Linked DNA regions of Sus scrofa: region 1 is linked to region 2. Evidence: chromatin contacts called from public Hi-C data. All regions are on one chromosome and are shown on one strand. Each heading gives the region's core, a stretch centred on a gene start, on an enhancer-like site or on the middle of the called end of the contact. The rest is flanking DNA. Distances are from core to core; before and after follow the strand shown.

The links. A called contact is a pair of places that touch in the nucleus more often than the background predicts.
Region 1: a contact with region 2 is called in a Hi-C map of adipose tissue, with 3 times the contacts expected there. The contact joins two enhancer-like sites. A contact is called at or near these places in 2 of 5 promoter capture datasets (fetal skeletal muscle and liver), 27 of 47 Hi-C or Micro-C datasets (adipocytes, adipose tissue, alveolar macrophages and 16 more) and 2 of 2 datasets of contacts at active chromatin or transcription factors (alveolar macrophages and skeletal muscle).

What each region holds. Positions count from the first base shown.
Region 1 is chr3:59,012,290-59,015,640 of Sscrofa11.1, forward strand. No RefSeq gene overlaps it. Among named protein-coding and RNA genes, the nearest start is that of ATOH8, 12 kb to the left of the region's middle. Within about 2 kb of position 1,477, at least 35 of the 83 cell types and tissues checked have an H3K27ac peak or open chromatin away from gene starts, as enhancers often do. A contact at or near this core is called in adipose tissue, where this site is marked.
Region 2 is chr3:58,937,592-58,941,307 of Sscrofa11.1, forward strand. No RefSeq gene overlaps it. Among named protein-coding and RNA genes, the nearest start is that of ATOH8, 62 kb to the right of the region's middle. Within about 2 kb of position 2,425, at least 9 of the 83 cell types and tissues checked have an H3K27ac peak or open chromatin away from gene starts, as enhancers often do. A contact at or near this core is called in adipose tissue, where this site is marked.

The DNA of each region.
Region 1 (3,351 bases), core at 227-2,726, 74 kb after region 2:
AACTTCCATATACTATGGGTGTGTCCATAAAAAAAGTTATATTAATAAAAAAAAAAGCCCCTTATCCAGGGAACTTGGTAAAGCAGAAAAGGACCCTCAGTGGTGGGAAGAAGTCAGGCTTGAACGTGGGACAGCTCTGAGCTGAACCCAGCTTACCACACACAAGCTGAGAGCTTAGCCAACTTCCCTAATTGCTCTGGGCCTCAGTTTCCTGGTTTGCAGTGTCGGATGGAAAGATGCCTGGCTCTTGTGGGTTGTCGAGAGGATTAAGGGATCGTCCACGTAAAGGGCCCAGCACAGGCTTGACACGTGGTAGCTACTAACAGTGTCCTGAATACCTCTTCTTTCCTTTCAGTGCGGCACAGAGGGTTCCTGACTGTCAATGGTTCAACTTAAGATTTTTCGACTCGATGATGGTGCAAAAGTGATACACACTGAGCAGCAACTGTACCTGGAGTTTCGAATTTCGTTCTTTTCCTATACACACGGCAGGTACGCTCTGGAGAGGGTGGGCGGCAGTGGCTGAGGCAGCCACACCACCTCACAACCATTCTGTATCCTGACAACTTCTCTTTTTCACTTTCCATCCAGTATTCCATCAATTACATGAGAGCGTCACATCTTATTATAAACTGTATCTTAGATGATCACAGAACTAGAGGCTAACCTAAGTGTCCTGAGCACATTCAAGGTCAGCTAGGCTAGTCTATGATAGCCAGGAGGTGAGCTGTTTTAAATGCATTTATTTATTTATTTACCTTTTTAGGGCCGCACCTGCAGTATATGGAAGTTCCCAGGCTAGGGGTCAAATCAGAGCTGCAGCTACCGGCCTATGCCACAGCTACAGCAATGCCAGATCTGAGACGTGTCTGCAACCTACACCACAGCTCATGGCAACGCTGGATCCTTAACCCACTGAGTGAGGCCAGGGATTGAACCTGCTGCATCCTCATGAATACTAGTCAGTTTCTTAACCCACTGGCCACAATGGGAACTCCTTAAATGCATTTTCGACTTAACAGTATTTTCAACTTATGATGGACTTATTAGGAAGTAACCTCATCATAAGCAGGGAAACTTGCTGCTTCGGGGCTCAGACACTACCCTTCCCTGAACACCCTTGGCCATTCCTGCAACGGACTCTGGGAAACTTCCAGCCTGGCCCAACTGTGTTCTGTCCTGGCAGCCTTGCTTCTCCAAAGAGCCCATGAGTTACCGGGGCCGGGCTGGCCTTCATCTCCCCGTGCTCCTGTGGGGCCCCCTGACTCTAGGCAGAGAACACAGCGGTTGCTGGATAAAGGGGCCGCACAGACCCCAGCACTCTGTTCCCACCCCCACCTGCCTAATCCCCCCAGTTCCCCTAATTTTCAAACCCCTGTCTAGTTTCTTCCTAATGCTTCTGTCTCCATGTCTCCAGGGCTCTGTTTGCATGAGGGGAAAAAGTCTCCACACACGCACGCGCGCGCACACACACACACACATACTCAGAGCCCAGAAAGCATTCAGTTGCTCCCAGGCAGGCTGCCAGCAATTGAGTGACCTGCAGCTTCCCCCCAAATCACATTCCACTGGCACGGATCTTGCCCCGCCTGACGCCAGCCTCCGAACTCGCCCCCAGAGCAAACATTTCCAGTTGGCAGCTCGGCCTTGTTTTTCTGAGGCCCCAATTCGGGCTCCCTGGTAGAAAACAGAAAACAAAATGCATGGGACCAAAAATGAATTCAAATCAAATGTGAAAGGAGCCGGGGTGGTGGGGGGAGGCGTTTGCTCCAAGGCACGGGGTGGGGGCGGCGGCGGGGGGAGAAAGAGGAGCTTCGGGTGTGCAAAGGGTTTCTCAGAAGCAAACACACATGCTCACAAGCCCTCCTTCCCTGCTGGCTTGGAGGCCAGGATCAATTCATTCAGGCCTCTGCCTCCTGCTAAAAGACTTACCCTGTTCTCATTCACAGCTGGGAGGGGAGGGCAGGGAGGGGGGTGGCGGGGGGAGGGGGCGAGACTGTGGATCTGAGAGGAGAGGGTGGTCGGTGTTACAGGACTGGTGTTTGTTCTAAAGGGGAAATTAAAGGAAGAAAAAATAAACACGGCCAGCCGGATTTTCACGCCAGCGCGTGAGGCGTCAGGGCGAGGAGGGCTGTGTGTGCGCAAGTGCCGGCGTGTTCGCCTTCTTAAAATAAGAGCCGCTCAGTGGAAAGATGTCATAACCCAGGTTCGGGCAGTGGGGGACAGGCCAGCCGGGGGAGGACCCAGGCTGGCGCCCAAGCCTACCCGTGGGGTCAGGCAAAGGCCAGGTGTCAGGACAGGGACGCTCAGCCAGGACCCATTAGTCAGGGCCGGGCATGTGGGGACCAGACTTGGAAAGTCAACCCCAAACTGGGCGGTCAGTCCCCGGGTAAGAGGGGAGACTGAGGGTCGTTACTAGGAAGGATGGACTCGGTCCTGGAATATGGATGCTCATCTCAGCAGGAGAGGACCGTGAAGCAGGAAGGGAGGGATGGGTGAGGCCAGAGGGAAAGGCAGGTGGAGTGAGAGGGTGGGAAAGGGGACAGCGAGGATGCTTAGCGGGCCCCAAACTGCGGGCCGACCGACCACAAAGCTGGCAGAGCTATCGAGCTGATCAGCGGGGCTGCAGAGAACCTCCCGATCGGGATGAGGATCCCGTGAGGGCACCTGGGAGGAAAGAGGGATCCAGGACCCAGGGCACCTCAGGGCCAGGGCTGGGATGTAGGGTCCCAAGCCCAGCAGAGCCCAAGAAGGGTTGTCAAGCATCCTCGACAAGTGAGCGGGCTGTCACAGGAGAAGCTAGGCATGTGGGGACAGTTAGGGAAGCTGTGAGAGGGAGAAAAGGCAGGCAGCTCATGCTGCGACCCAAGGGGCCAGGTCCCTTCTCCATGGTGCCAGCTTGCCCACACAGGGAAGGGCCTGGAGTCTTAAAGGGACCCAGCGGTAGTGATGAGGTCCCAGGGTGAGGGGCCTGGTGAGCTTTGCAGAGGCTGTTTAAGTGCTTAGTCGCAGCAGTCCAGGGCTGCTGGAGCAGGAAGTCACTCGTGCCAATAGGTTCAGTGTCCTCCAGAAGACGATAGCAGGACAACCTGTGTTCAAATCACCTGGGGTGTGTAATAAAATGTACATCTCTGCCACCCTCTCCACCTGCTGGATCAAACTCCATCTGATTGGGCTTTCAAGGAGCTATGCTTTGGAAGGCCAGTCCAGGGGGTTCTCCTGCCCTCCATGATGGTTCCAAGATCTTTCCCCTCCAGCCCTTCTTCTCTGGCTGAACTCTGATCTGTCCAGGCCCCGGGGTCTCTATTTTCCCTCTATCACAATTGGTAAGGAAAAGCATTCACAGACCTT
Region 2 (3,716 bases), core at 1,175-3,674:
GTCACCCCCATGGGGAAAATGAAGCTAAGGAGAGGTGAAGTGACTTGCCCAAGACCTCTTGCAACAGCACAGAAACTCAGACTTCCAGGTTCCAAAGGCTGTGTGATTTCCACAGCTGTTGAATCTCTTGCATGTGGGTACTGGGGGTTTGTGCTGTGTGGGGGAAGCAGGATGGAGGGATCTAGCTGCCCAGCAGAGGTCCGGAAGTTGCACTGCATGGGTTAAGGCTGGCACGGCTTAAGCTGAGGTTGGTGTCCTGTGGAGCACGGACAGGCCCGAAGAGATGTCCTTTGCAGGCTGCTTTGTGGGACAGCCCAGCCAGAAGGCGCTCAGACCCCTGTGAGGTGTCCATCCTTACCTGAGACTGAGCAGGGCTCCTGGGAGGCCCCGAGGACAGGACAGTTATGGGGGAAGTAGAGGCAGGGATGGGCAGGGAGCCCAGGCTACTCTCACTCCTGGCTGTTTTCTGGGCTGGTAGCAGATGTCAGGAACATGAGGCTGGTGTCCACCTTGTCTTCCACCTCCTTTTTTCTTTCTTTCTTTCTTTTTTCTTTTTCTTTTATTTATTTATTTTTTTTTTTTTTTTGGCCACCCTGCAGCATATGGAGTTCCCAGGCCAGGGATCAGATCTGAGCCAAAGTTGCAACCTAACCCGCAGCTGAGGTGATGCCAGATCCTTAACCCACTGGGCCAGGGATCGAACCTGCATCCCAGTGCTCCTAAGACTCTTCCAATCCCTTTGCACCACACTGGGAATGCCTGTCCTCCACCTCCTTAAAGCAAGCTGGCTTGGGACCATCTTTTGCTTCCCTCACGCCAGTCATAAATGTGATGTCACCAATCAGCCCAGATTTGCTATCAGTAAAAATTCAATTCCCTCATATGGGAGACCCTGTCTGCATAAGAGACTGTGTCAGACCTGGGGGTGGGGAGGTTCTTGATGAGGGACCGGAAGGAGGAAGATGAACACATGCACAGATCAAGGTGACCCCAGCTCAGGAGGATAGGAGAACTGAAGGTGGCAGGGGGAGGGGAGGGCATGCTAGAGAGCTCAGGGAGGAAGTGAGCCTGGGGTGGGGTGTGGCCCTGGGGGACCTAAGGCATAGACAGCAGACGGGGCTTTGCGCTAGGAGAGGGGTGAGCCAAGGCTCCCACCGGAGGGGGAGCACGGGTTCAGAGCCAGGGAGATGTCTGGTGGCCACGCTGGGAGCACTCAAGGGCAGGGACAAAACCAGGAAGATGGCCAAGGGCCAAGTGTGTGGCGCTTCGTGTCAGGCCAAGGATGCTGTGGGCACACAGACCTGACAGCAAAGCACCTGAGACTCTAAAGCAGACAAGGTTCAAATCCCAGCCTAGCCAGTCACTAGCTATGTGACCTTAGGTAAGCCATTCAGTTCCTTGGTGTTCTAGTTTCTCACCCAAAACACTGTGAGGTTGAACTAAATTAAACTGCGTGTAGCACTTAGCAAGTACCTGGCTCACAATGAAGCTATTACTATTACCTCATTTAAATAACAACAATGGCTGCCATTTGGTAAGTATACATGATGTGCCAGACTCTGAGCTGTTTCCCTACCTACATCATCTCTTTAATTTTTTTTATGGCTGCACCCATGGCATTTGGAAATTCCCGTGCCAGGGATTGAATCCGAGCCACAGCAGCCGCAACACCGGATCCTTTAACCCACTGCACCAGGCAGGGATCGAACCTGTGCCTTCTCAGCAACCTGAACTGCTGCAGTCAGATTCTTAACCCACTGCACCACAGCAGGAATTCCTGCATCATCTCTTTAATATCACAGGGAACCTTGGAGGTACCATCATCTTACCATTTCGCACCCATTTTACAGATGGGGAAAGGGAGGCCCTTTCCCACAGCCTCAGAGCTGCAAATGGTTGAGCCCAGGCTCCCACCTGGGTGGGCCTGGCTTTAGGGACCTCTTAGCCGTCCTATTCCCAGATTGCAAATTTCTGCCCGGAGTCAGGGCGGGGGAAGGGCCATGCAGTGTGTCCTTCCTAGACCGGGGCGGGGAGGGGGGTAGGGGAGATTCTGAACCCAGCTTTGCCAGCCTGGGAACTGAAGGTAGGAGAAAAGTTCACTTCCCCGCCCCCTCCCCAGTTCGCCAATTCTTCAGACGCCCCCCTCCCACCCCCCGCCCACACGCAGGGGTCTCAGTTTTAGGCGACACATCAGCGCTGCCTGTTAATAAAAGCAGAGCAGGGGGATAGGCGTGGAGCCCTTAAAACTGTACAAATGTGTCCCTCGCCGCCCTGCCTGATTCTCGCAGAGCCCCGGAGCGCACAGACAGAAGTTGTGTACACAGGATTTTAGTATTTCCTCTCCGGCTCCAGCCCCAATTTGAGGGCCTGTAAAAGCTTGAATGGCGTCCAGTGCGGCGTGGTTTGCCTAAGCTCGGCTCCGGCGTGGAGTCAAAGCAGCCCACACAGAGATGCGGCGCCCGCGGGGGCTCTGGGGGGCAGAGGGCGCCCACACCCGGGCCGCCCGGCCGCTGCCCAGCAGCCCCCCTCTCGCAGCCTGGGGCGCCCTGCTGGGGGGAGATGAGGGCTGGTCTGGAGGAAGAAATGGTGAGCTGGAAACCTCTTCATGGGGGTGGTGAGCGCTCCCTGTGGCTGGCGTGGGGGCTGGCCCAGGAGTCTTTTTCTTTTCTTTTCTTTCTTTTTTTTTTTTTCAGGGCCGCACCCTCGGTTAAATGGAAGTTCCCAGGCTAGGGGTCCATTTGAAGCTATAGCTGCCAGCCTACGCCACAGCCATAGCAATGCCAGATCCAAGCTGTGACTCCGACCTACACCGCAGCTCATAGCGAGGCCGAGGCTGGATCCTTAACCCACTGAGGGATCGAACGGCATCCTAATGGATAGTTGGTTCGTTACCACTGAGCCACAAGGGAAGCTCCCAGGCGTCTTTCTGAAGTCTGCACCCTGCGGTGGGAGCCTAGTCTAGTCCCCTCTTTGAAACCTGCCCTTGGCACCTCTCTGCCTTTTGTCTGAAATCACCCGGTCTCCTTCCCTAACTGGCTGTGTGAGTCCACACAACTGGTTCATCCTCGCTGGGCCCCAATTCCTTCATCTGTAAAATGGGGCTGAAGGCTAGGGCAGGGGCTCCATCTCAGGACCCTGCCAGCTCCCCACCCCCCAGCTCCAGCATCTTGGAATCTGAGGAGCAGCCTGGGGTGTTCCCTCCTCCAGAGTTTGTGACCCCACATGCACCACCAGGCAGTAAGGGGAAAAGTGTGTTTCAGGGCCAGGAAGAGACACCCTAGGACCCCTTACCCTTGAGGGACTGGTCATGGGCCTTTCCAGGGGTCGCTCACACCCTGAGCACAGCAGCCTGTGTGGACACAGCCCGGGTCACACAGGGCTTCGCACACGGAGGTAGGTGTTCAGCCTGCCGTCCACCATCCCTGCTCTGATTCCCAAATCAAAAACTGGCCATACGAGTGTGTCCTACTGCACGTGTGTGATCTTTGGGGCTGCCTCTGACCTGAAGAGAACACATTTGGTGACTTGAACTGACACTTGCCAATTTTAGCCCATGTTTATCCCATTCACTGGGACTATGCACACAGTGCATTAATGAATGTTAATATTAATGTGTTTGATTACCGGGGACGCCCCCCCCCCCCACTGGTGGCGAGGAAGTTACAGAAGAAACACCATAGCACTGCATTCCTTTTCCATTTCCCCTCAAAAAAAAG